Linked DNA regions of Mus musculus: region 1 is linked to region 2. Evidence: chromatin contacts called from public HiChIP or PLAC-seq data. All regions are on one chromosome and are shown on one strand. The core of a region is the stretch at or near the end of the contact, and the rest is flanking DNA. Distances in the headings are between cores, read along the strand shown.

Region 1 (4,997 bases), core at 1,358-3,857, 570 kb after region 2:
CACTGCTTGTCCCTCCTATTCATTGACATGAGCTTAACACAGAGGATTTAATGGTGATTGGCCATAGGCTGCCCAGCGGCGGTAATGTGAAGATGGGTTCTTGGACCCTCTCTTGTGTGACTCTGGCTTCCAGGCTCCTTATTTGTCGATACCCCAGTTTTTCACCTACCTTGGAACACAGTTGACTGCAGGAAACACTGGCTCCAAGCTATTACCACTGGTAAAAATTCCTAGGCATACTGACAATCCAGATATTCTGCCTTCCAGATCAGAAAGCAGAAAGGAAACTGGAAGGACCTGTGGTCATCTTTGGCTTGATATGAGAGACTCCCACCCTACTCCTACCCCATCACACCCGGGAGAGCCGTGGAGTAGGCTCTAGGATGGGAGAGAGGTGGCAGTATGGTTACCCCCAGTGTGCAGCAGATGTCCCGTCCAGGAGGCCTGTACTCAATGGCATTTCCGGGGCTGCTGGGCACCAGGGCGGGGGCTGGGGACTGGCACCGATCATGGCTTTGCAGCCAAGTGCTCACTAATCTACCCTGCACATCTGCTTGAAAATAACTTAATTAGCCTGGAAGAGCAGCTGGCAGCCTGCCAATGAGGGGCCCTGAAGGAGGGGACCCAGAGAGCCTCTGACAGGAGACCCCATACCACAGGTGAACCCTGACAGGAGGAGAGAAGGCCTTCACCTTCAGAGGAGTGTACCCATTGGCCACCATAGGGACTGACCCAACCTGGATCTGCCATGTGGGGGCCGTCTAGCCCCACTGGACCTGTAAGGAAGCTGGGACTCCAGGGAGCCTGGATAAGCTATGCAGTCAGACAGGGTGTGCCTAGGAATGTTCATGATGTCTTTCTTCACAGACTCAGTAGGCAAGGTACCAGCTGGGGGTTAGAGACCTCAGTTCTCTAAAAGACAGATGGGATCCACTTGACTTTCTGTTCTGCAGTGGGGAGGGACCTAGAAGAGAGATGCCAGGCTGTGGGCAGGGGCCACAATACTGGAAGGGGGAAGTGTGTGTTTTAAGGTCACTATTAAGAGGGGTATCGTGCCTGGGGTTTATCTGGTATTCCCCAGGGAGCCTGGGTAGAGGTAGATAGGACGGAACCCAGCATGCCCCCAGTCTCCTAGAGACACCAAGTGCCCAGGCCTGAAGGCGAGACCCAGGGCTTGTGACTTAGGGTTTGGGTGGGGCTTGGGTGGAGCAGTGTGCAGCCACTGCCTGCCAGGCCTTTCCTGAGCCTTCCCTGTCAGCTGTTGAGCTGGGTGCTAGCCAGGCACCCTGGGGGAAGTTGGGTGTGTATGCTTATGTGTGTGTGCGTCACTCTGAGTGAGCGACATGGAACACCCAGTGTGTAGCAGCCCTGCCGGTGCCAGTCCAAGGCTGAACTCCCTGGCCTCTCTGGCAATTCTTCTCTCCCACCTTAGAGACCATATCCCACACCAGGTCCACCACATGCTACCTCCCGTTCACCTTGCACCCACCCTGCACCTCCAGCCCATGCCCTGGCCAAACTCTGAATTCATTACCCCTCAACTAACAGCCCCCTGAGGCTAGAATACCACCACCATCACTCAGGACCACTGCTGAGTCCTCATTATCAGTCTCACTAGCTGGGATATCCCCTGCCTCTACCAGAAACATCACAAACACACAAATACATATATGCAGATACACACATACACACACACACACCAGTTCACATATATATGTACACACAAATGCACGTGCCACTAAATACATGAAATAACACACATACACATACCATATGCTGCACACATAGACACACATATGAGTACACACATAAAACACATGCCTTACCAAGGGTTGGTCGAGGAGAACTTTCCAGAATCCCATGCTGGCCAGACTGAACCACTTCTTGCCCTTTGTAAGCTGGCCTCAAAGCTATAGAGCCTTGGCCTCCTCACTTCACTGAGACCAAAGGAACAGAACCGTTTAAAATGGTAGCATCAGGCCTGGGTCTAAATGACCCTCATGGGTCATTTAGTTACTGTGTAGCTGTGGCTGAGTTACATACCTCTCTGGGCGCTTCCTCTGTAAGTGGCTAGCGGCCCTCAGGAACCTGAGGGGCAGCACAGAGCCTACACCATTCGCTACTTGCTCGGCCTGACAACTTCTGCATCCTGTTCAAACAACATTTAAATGCCACAAGCCTCTGATAACCTACTGCTGGTTCTTATGAGCGCCAGTGATACCCTGGGCACCCATTCTACATTCTTTCTCTGTTCCGGTGCTCTTCGGTGACCATCTTGTTAATAGGAAGGATGCTAATTATGTTTGATTAATGAATGGATGAAGCAGGAGCCCCTGCAGAAGAGTAGCATGTGGTCACATGAGGTACAGATACACACACACACACACACACACACACACACACACACACACACATCTCTGGGAGGGAGGGTATGTAGGCCCCAGATTCCCAGGTATGAGGCTGCAGGGGGCAACCTCTAGGCCTGACCCTGGCCACCTGGGTGGCAGAGTTGCCAGTTGCCAGCTGGCAGCCGGCAGCCCAGCAGAGTCTGAGCCTGGCAGTGCTGCCAAACGCCTACTCACACCAGCCGCTCATTTCCTGGGCCTACCCACAAAGCTAGTGGGCAAGCTGGGTCCAAGGCGGCCCTGAGGTGCCTTGCCAGAAAGAGAAGCCTCGGGGAGGATAACCTGAGGAGAGGGGAGAGGAAGGAATAAACAGAGAGCCTCTACCTCTTATCCCCCCAGGCACAGCCAAAGGTCTGTCTAACCTCTGATGTCTCTTCTGTGCCATTGAGGATCAGGAATGGGTAAGAGGTTAAGTGTCCCTCTGCATTGGGGAACTGAAGTCACCCCCAAGGAAGCATGTGAGAACAGGTGTGGCCACAAGAGGGCGACCAAGCTTCACCCCACAAGGAGCAGAGCTACAAGGCTTGCCCCTGGTACTGGACCTGGGCACAAAGGAGACAAGGCCAGAGTTGGAGCTTGAGGTTGGGCACAATCTACTCATGCTTGTCCCCAGCCAAAGCCATTACCCACACTGTCTCTTTTCAGAAGGTGACAACACGGTGGCTTCAGCAACAGAAGCATCTGAACCAAGGAGCTATTCCTCTTAGGAACTTTACAAGTGAAGAGAGTAACTCAGAGAGGTCAAGGGGTTTGCCCTGGTCACACAGCAAACAGGAATTCAGTGGGTTAGGCCTCCATTCTGGCATTAGTGAGGAAAGCAGGTCTGGGGCCTTACCAGCACTCACAAGCTCGGAGAAGGAACAACGACAACAACATTAACAGCAACACCGTGATTACAGCTCTTTCAGGCCCTTCTCTGGGTAGTTTAGGGTAGGAATAATCATGAGAAGTAGCCACAGGCCCTTTGTGTATCTCCCATGCCTGTCCTCCACAGACATCTCCTCACCCCCGCATCATACCTCAGCCCCAGCCTGGCCTCACCCCAGAGCAGTGCTTCTCAGCCTTCCTAATGCTGCAACCCTTTAATATCCTCATGCTGTGGTGACCCTCCAGCCATAAAATTATATTTGTTCCTACTTCATAACTGTAACTTTGTTACTGTATGAGTTACAATGTAAATGTCTAAGTTTTCAACTCCCCCACCAAAGGGGTTTCGATCCTTACTTAGGTCAAGCACTGCTGTCCCAGAAGTCTCCACTCCACCTGCAGTCCCTCAGCCTCTGCACTCTGCCTAGCTGTACCTTCTCAACGCCCATCCCCCTCGCCCTCAGACCACTGACTTCCATTCTGCCCTCTGGAAACTGGCCTTCAATGTTGACACATGCCAAGCAGGGTACTTCCTTCCTGTCCAGTCAGGAGGTCGAGAAGCCTCTATATAGCCAGAGTCTTTGGGACCCACCCTGGCTCCCCAAAGTTTCCCACCCACTTCAAAGATCCAAGCATGAGACAAACAAAACAGCCCACTTCTGTGGAACCCATGCGACTCCCAGCCCTGAGATCCATGCTTCCCTCTCCACTCCCTCTCTTTGTCTCCTCACTCCGTCAGTAAATGTGTCCCCCTCTGTAGATAACCCAAAAATCCTCCCTCAGCTACTCCAGCTCCGGCCAGCTCCAGCCAGCTCCAGCCTGCTCCAGCCAGCTCCAGCCAGCTCCAGCCAGCACCAACCAGCTCCAGCCAGCTCCAGCCAGCTCCAGCCAGCTCCAGCCAGCTCCATCCTCTACCCTCTCAGACTCTTTTCCACCTGCCTTTTGTGCCTGAATATTCTACCTTAAATTTGCTGTGACAAAATTAGGCCTCCCTGTTCTGCACAAACTTATTCCAAAGTGCCCGAGATACACCTAGTTCAAACTCAGGGTTCAGTGACTCTGAGGTCCGAGAGCTCCTTCTCACCCTTTCCGGGTCTCTAAGGTGGGAGCGTTGGGAAGTCTTCTTGCACATTACCAGAGAGGTGCTGATTGTCACCCCAAGTGTTCTGTATGCAAACACTTCCAGGAGCTGAAGGCACAGGCATCTGGTAGATGCCTGCAGGCCAGCTTTGGTAAATTAGTGCCACCCAGGCACACTGGCAAGCAATGATAGCTCCTCCTCCCAAGGCTAAAGAAGACCTCAGCTAGGAGTGAGGACAGTCTTGGCTCTCCCTGGCCCATGGGGGAGGGGACAGGATCCCTTAGCCACCTCTGCAGTGTTATTCAAGCAGCTCCCAACCCATCTCTGCTCTGACTGCCTCCCTCTGGTGTGACGTCACTGTGCCTTACTCAAACAGGTAAATCCAGGCCTCTGTGTGGGCTGTCCTTGACATCTTGTCATCCTTTGGCATAGAGCCCAGGGTGGGCATGAGCCACCACAGGAGGGAGTAGAGGACCAACACAGGCCGTGTGGGCCATCTCTGTAAGTCCTTCATGCTCCATGTCAACCATACAGCCCCCATCTTTTTGTCTTTGTGTGTGTGTGTGTGTGTGTGTGTGTGTGTGTGTGTGTGTGTGTTGGGTGGGGTGGGGAGGTGAGACTGGATGTCCTGTCTGCCACTGTAC
Region 2 (4,878 bases), core at 143-2,642:
CTTCCTGGGAGGCACAAACAGGCTGGAGGTCCAAGGGCAAGGCTGGGTTATGGCACACAGCAGGGAGGAGGCCACTTCTCCGAGGCTGGGGATTGGACATCTCCTTCTCCTCCAACTCATTCAGCTTCTTCACTGATTCCAGCTGGACTTGGAAGCCATGGTACTAGGGAGAAGGGACGGGTGAGAGGTCATCAGGCCCTGGTTAGGAGCAGGCAGTGCCATGAGACTGGGCTCATCAAGGTCCCGTGAGTCCTCCAGAATATTCTCTGGGCTCACAAAGAGTCCAAAACACAGCAGAAAAGCAGCTTGTGGGGAGGGAAGTAGAATTGCGATCTGCCACCACCAACATAGAGGCCTTCTGTCCCAGGCTGCTCACAAAAGGCTGTAGAGCTCTGTAGGTCATCATATGGGCATTAGAAACAAGAAGACCCTTGTGTGTTCAAATCCTGTCTTTCCCTCCATCCAGCTGGTTGTCTCTTTCCCATCTGACATGACCTTCCCTTGTGGAAGCCTAGTACTAGACAGGTCAGCTAACAGGTCCTCTCTCTGGCCTGGTGAAGCTTGCTCTATTGAGACTGATTCTCTCAACTCCTCCTCCTCCTCCTCCTCCTCCTCCTCCTCCTCCTCCTCCTCCTCCTCCTCCTCCTCCTTCTTCTTCTTCTTCTTCTCTCTCTCTCTCTCTCTCTCTCTCTCTCTCTCTCTCTCTCTCTCTCTCTCTCTCTCATTCTCTTCCTGGAAACCCTGCCTGATATAGACGCTAGACTGTAGTAGTCACACAGGTTTAGGGAAACCAGAAGCATCCTGCCACTCGACAACCAGGGCTGATTCCATGCCCCACCCATCTAACACTCCCTGGGAGGCCTCTGAAGTCCATGTTCCCTTTGTCTGGCCTTTGCTCTGCCTAGAACATGTTCACCCAGGCTTGACACCATTTATCCTCCAGTGAGCACAAAGGTTCCTTACCAGGGAATCCATTCTGTGATTTGCCCATGTAGGTGAGCACAGGCAGGGAGCCACAGAGTTCCCTCTGGGCTCCTCTAGGGTTCCTTCCACACTGTGGCTGTGCTGACTTCCAAGGAGAGCAGAGGAGACTAAACCTGCCACTCTCATTACATCTATCACTGCCGCTGTTGACACGCCTGCAGTCCCAACCCAACAGGTGTCTAGACTGGCTGCTGGGCTGAGCCCAGGTCCTCCAGGTAAAAGGTAGGCTGGCTGGGGGTCTCACCTTGATGTAGACACCCTGTGCACTCTGCAGGAGCAGCAGCAGGACGACGGCAGCCCACAGTTGGCTTCTTGACATGGCCTCGCTTCCAAGCTCACACCTCTGGGTTCCTGCTTCCTCTGCTGTCCACCTGCCTGCCACCTGCCTCTGGGCCAGCAGCCCCTTATAGGCCAGGGTCCAGAGCTCTGGTCACTTATTAACTGTCTGGCTGGGGTGGGGTTGACAGAGGCCTGGCTCTTTGACAGATTCTGACTTGGTTCCAGGAAGGGGATAGGGGCGATGATGATGATGAAGAAGAATCCAAGCTTGTGGGAACATGGTCTGCCAAGGGCCTGGCATGAATAGGGCTCTGTGGGAAGACCTTGGACCACTTCACTTCTCACTCTCTCCTCCACACCAGGAGGAGGGGAAAGGTGATGGATCAGGAAAGTGATATCAGGTAAAGTGATTTGCCTCAGGCCAAACAGACTCTTCAGTTGTGTCTTTAGCCCAGGTCAGCTTGTGGTTCTTTGACTTGCAGGCAGATGGCTCAGAGCAAGGAGGGCACACAGAGTTGACTTCAGAGTTTTCCAGTATTAACTTCTCCCATATCCAGCATCCTGCACGGAGTCTAGAACTGCGGAAAGACCAGCCTTGTAACCAGCCTTTGCCTGCCCTTTCCCATGTGTACCCAAGAACAAGTGAGTATAACCATATCAACTGATATCTCAGCAGCCAGCAGGTCAACATGGTGTGGAAGAAAGAGCTCAGATCTCCTAGGAGATGACAAGGGTTCAGTGCCAGAGCTGTGGCAGCTGCTGTGTGAGCCTGGGGTGTCACATCAAGTCTGACTGAGGTTTTCTTTTACTCTCGGGTCACACACGTCTATCGGAAGCCACCCACAGAGGTAGCTGTGGGTAAGATGGGCTCCAGTCCCTTGAATTTACCTTCATTCTCTGGGTGACTCATCTCTAACAGGTCCCTTAATCTCACAGTGCACCTCCCCAATGGGTGAAGGTTGGAGCAGGGAGAAGAGGGTCAAGTCTCTCTGATGGGGTTATCACCATGGCCAGGTCCAGCTACTTTGAACAGTGGTCCTGCTGGGACTCAGCTGGCCCTGGTACAGACTGACACGTGGCAGGTATCCCAGCATGAGCCTGAGCTGAAACCGCCACAGCCTACCTGGGCACCTATAGTCCTTCAGATTGGTGGTTAAAAGAACATGCTCCTTCAGGCCTGTCCTGCTCTTGCATGTGTGATACACTTCATCTGCCCAGAACACCTAGATCCACGCTTATCTTACGTCGAAACAGATAAAAGTCTCCGGTGAACTTTGGAGTTTCTTATGTCTTGTTTTGAATCCAGACTTCGGCCTTTATTCTTTGGAGTCTTTGGAGTCTCACACTCTCTTCTCTCTAAGATGCTAATAACCGTCAGATAACAGTGGCTCACATGTTTGATCATGAGTAATGCAAGGTATGACGAGGCTCTCTGCCTGGACTCTCTTGGGGAGTAGTAGCAACAGGCTGGTATTCTGTCTGGAACCTCTAATTGTGCTCAGCCTTCATTGCTACAGTGAAAGAAGCTCGAGGCAGGGAGGGAGGGAAGCAGGGAGGCAGGGAGGCAGGGAGGCAGGGAGGCAGGAGGCAGGGAGGCAGGGAGGCAGGAGGCAGGGAGGCAGGGAGGCAGGGAGGCAGGGAGGCAGGGAGGCAGGGAGGCAGGGAGGCAGGGAGGCAGGGAGGCAGGGAGGCAGGGAGGCAGGGAGGCAGCGAGGCAGCGAGGCAGCGAGGCAGAGAGGCAAGGAGGGGGACATGGGCTTGGGCCCAGACTCCAGCTACTATCCATCATGCAACCTTCCTTACCCTCCACGACTGTTTTCTCACCACTGAAGTCAATAACACAATTAGTAACCTAACAGTGTTTGTGGGAACTAACAGCCCTTGTCCCAGGAAACCACTGTCTGTCCCTGTCCCCAGATAGATCACTTCTCCAGCACATGCCCAGGGGATTGGGTTCACCACCCGTTCCTCTCCATGACATCTTCCCAGACAAGCCCTGTTTCTGAACCTGGGGGGGGGGGTGGGTAACAGATTGGACTCCCAGCCTTTTAGGCTGGACTCATTGCCATTCTATCTAGAGCACTGGGTTTCCTAAGTCATGTCACCTCAGATAAGTGATAGAACTTCTGAGATTTTAGCTCCCGGTTTGTAGAAAAATGACGGGTTCCTCAGTGTTTGCAATTGTCATGAGCTACCATCCCACTCTTTCCATGGGACAAGCTCAACCCACTGACCACCATATCCAAGGATAGGAGCCAGCCTTCAGAGTGTGAAGGTCCCAGAGTGGGGCTTGCCCTCCTTTCTCCAGCCACTGGGTATCCCAGCTGGAGCCATTGTTCCCAGGGAGTGAGTCACGACTTCCTCTTCTGCCTGTCAAGACTCAAACTTTCCAATCCCATTTCTAATCTCTTTACAAATGACCCACCATCCATGAAGGACAAGTTGGCCACTGATGCAAATTCTCACTGCCAACCTGACCAGCTCACTTACATCATATGCACATGGAAAGCCACTTCTGTACCAGCCTGTGGAGACTCACACAAATGAGGATGGAGACCACTGTGCCTCTGTAGGTTTAGCTGCTCCTCTCCCCGCATTGAGTCCCTGCTTGGCATCCACCTTCCTGGCACCCCCTTTCCTCAGGAGCACCTCTCAGAGCTCTTGCCCACTTGGCTCAGGGTATATGGGCTTTCCAGATTTCTGACATCATGCTGGCCCCATCTCTTCATTTCCTTGACTAGCCATCCTCTGTTTGCTTGTCTCCTAAAGTCAGAACTCAACAGGGCCACCAGCACTTGTCCTTGGGGCCTCTATCCTTTTTCTCTAGTCACTTACTTTGGTAGTGTCATGCAGCTTCAAGAAATTTCATGTGCTCAGTCCCTGAGACTGCCCACCTTGACAGCTTTTCCCATGACAGTTAATGAAATTCCCATGTGCCGGGGGGGGCGGGGGGGGGGCAGGTCAAAATTCAAGGGGTTTTTCTCGACATCTCTTTTTCACTTGCCAAATTCAATGCATTTGATGATTCGATTGTATTGGCATTCAGAATATCCTTAGCTTCTAACCAACCAGGCCTCACCTCTTCCCCAAGATCCAAGCTATCGTCCTTGGTTTCACAAATTATTGTAACAGCACTGTTAGGCAGAGGTCTCCAGGGAAACAGTATCCACAGGATCTGTTCTTCTATCTGACTGTCAATCAACCATCAATCTATCTGTTATGTTTCCTCCCTAGATTTACTTTGAGGAACTGGCTCGTGGAACTATCAGGACAGACAGGTCTGTCTGAAATCTGTAGGGCAGACTGACAGGTTGACAATTCAGCTAAGAGTTGTCGAAGGCTGTAGTGAATTCTTATCATTCTTTGTTGCCTTTGTGTCTATTTTAAATCCAGGCTGGATGCTTTCACACGGAGGTGTCATAGTTTCTAATTTTACTCAGCTCTGCCCAGTTCCTCGGTGTGATCGATCCACATGCCTACCTTGGATAACTGTTCTCTGGTGAGCTCTTCCCTACAGAGCAGTTAAATATAGCCTGGCTTGGCTCTGTTGACCCTCATACCCTGTGTTGACAGAACACATGTCACTGTAACCACATCTCAGTCAATGTCACCTTC

What was found. HiChIP or PLAC-seq counts read pairs in DNA pulled down with a chosen protein or histone mark.
Region 1: a contact with region 2 is called in an HNF4G HiChIP or PLAC-seq map of pancreatic cancer cells. The contact joins the enhancer-like site here to the promoter of Guca2b in region 2. A contact is called at or near these places in 1 of 39 promoter capture datasets (hippocampal neurons) and 1 of 115 datasets of contacts at active chromatin or transcription factors (pancreatic cancer cells).

Annotation. Positions count from the first base shown.
Region 1 is chr4:120,222,759-120,227,755 of GRCm38.p6, forward strand. All of the region lies in intron 1 of Gm36134 (a long non-coding RNA gene), which reads right to left. Among named protein-coding and RNA genes, the nearest start is that of Gm36013, 34 kb to the left of the region's middle. Within about 2 kb of position 2,608, at least 63 of the 459 cell types and tissues checked have an H3K27ac peak or open chromatin away from gene starts, as enhancers often do. A contact at or near this core is called in pancreatic cancer cells, where this site is marked.
Region 2 is chr4:119,657,553-119,662,430 of GRCm38.p6, forward strand. Guca2b (guanylate cyclase activator 2b (retina)) reads right to left here and starts at 1,393. Exons shown (of 3, transcript NM_008191.2): 1 at 1,229-1,393; 2 at 1-163. The coding sequence starts at 1,303. Gm35761 (a long non-coding RNA gene) reads left to right here and starts at 736. Exons shown (of 6, transcript XR_868074.3): 1 at 736-2,121; 2 at 2,570-2,680; 3 at 3,700-3,832; 4 at 4,498-4,541; 5 at 4,657-4,762.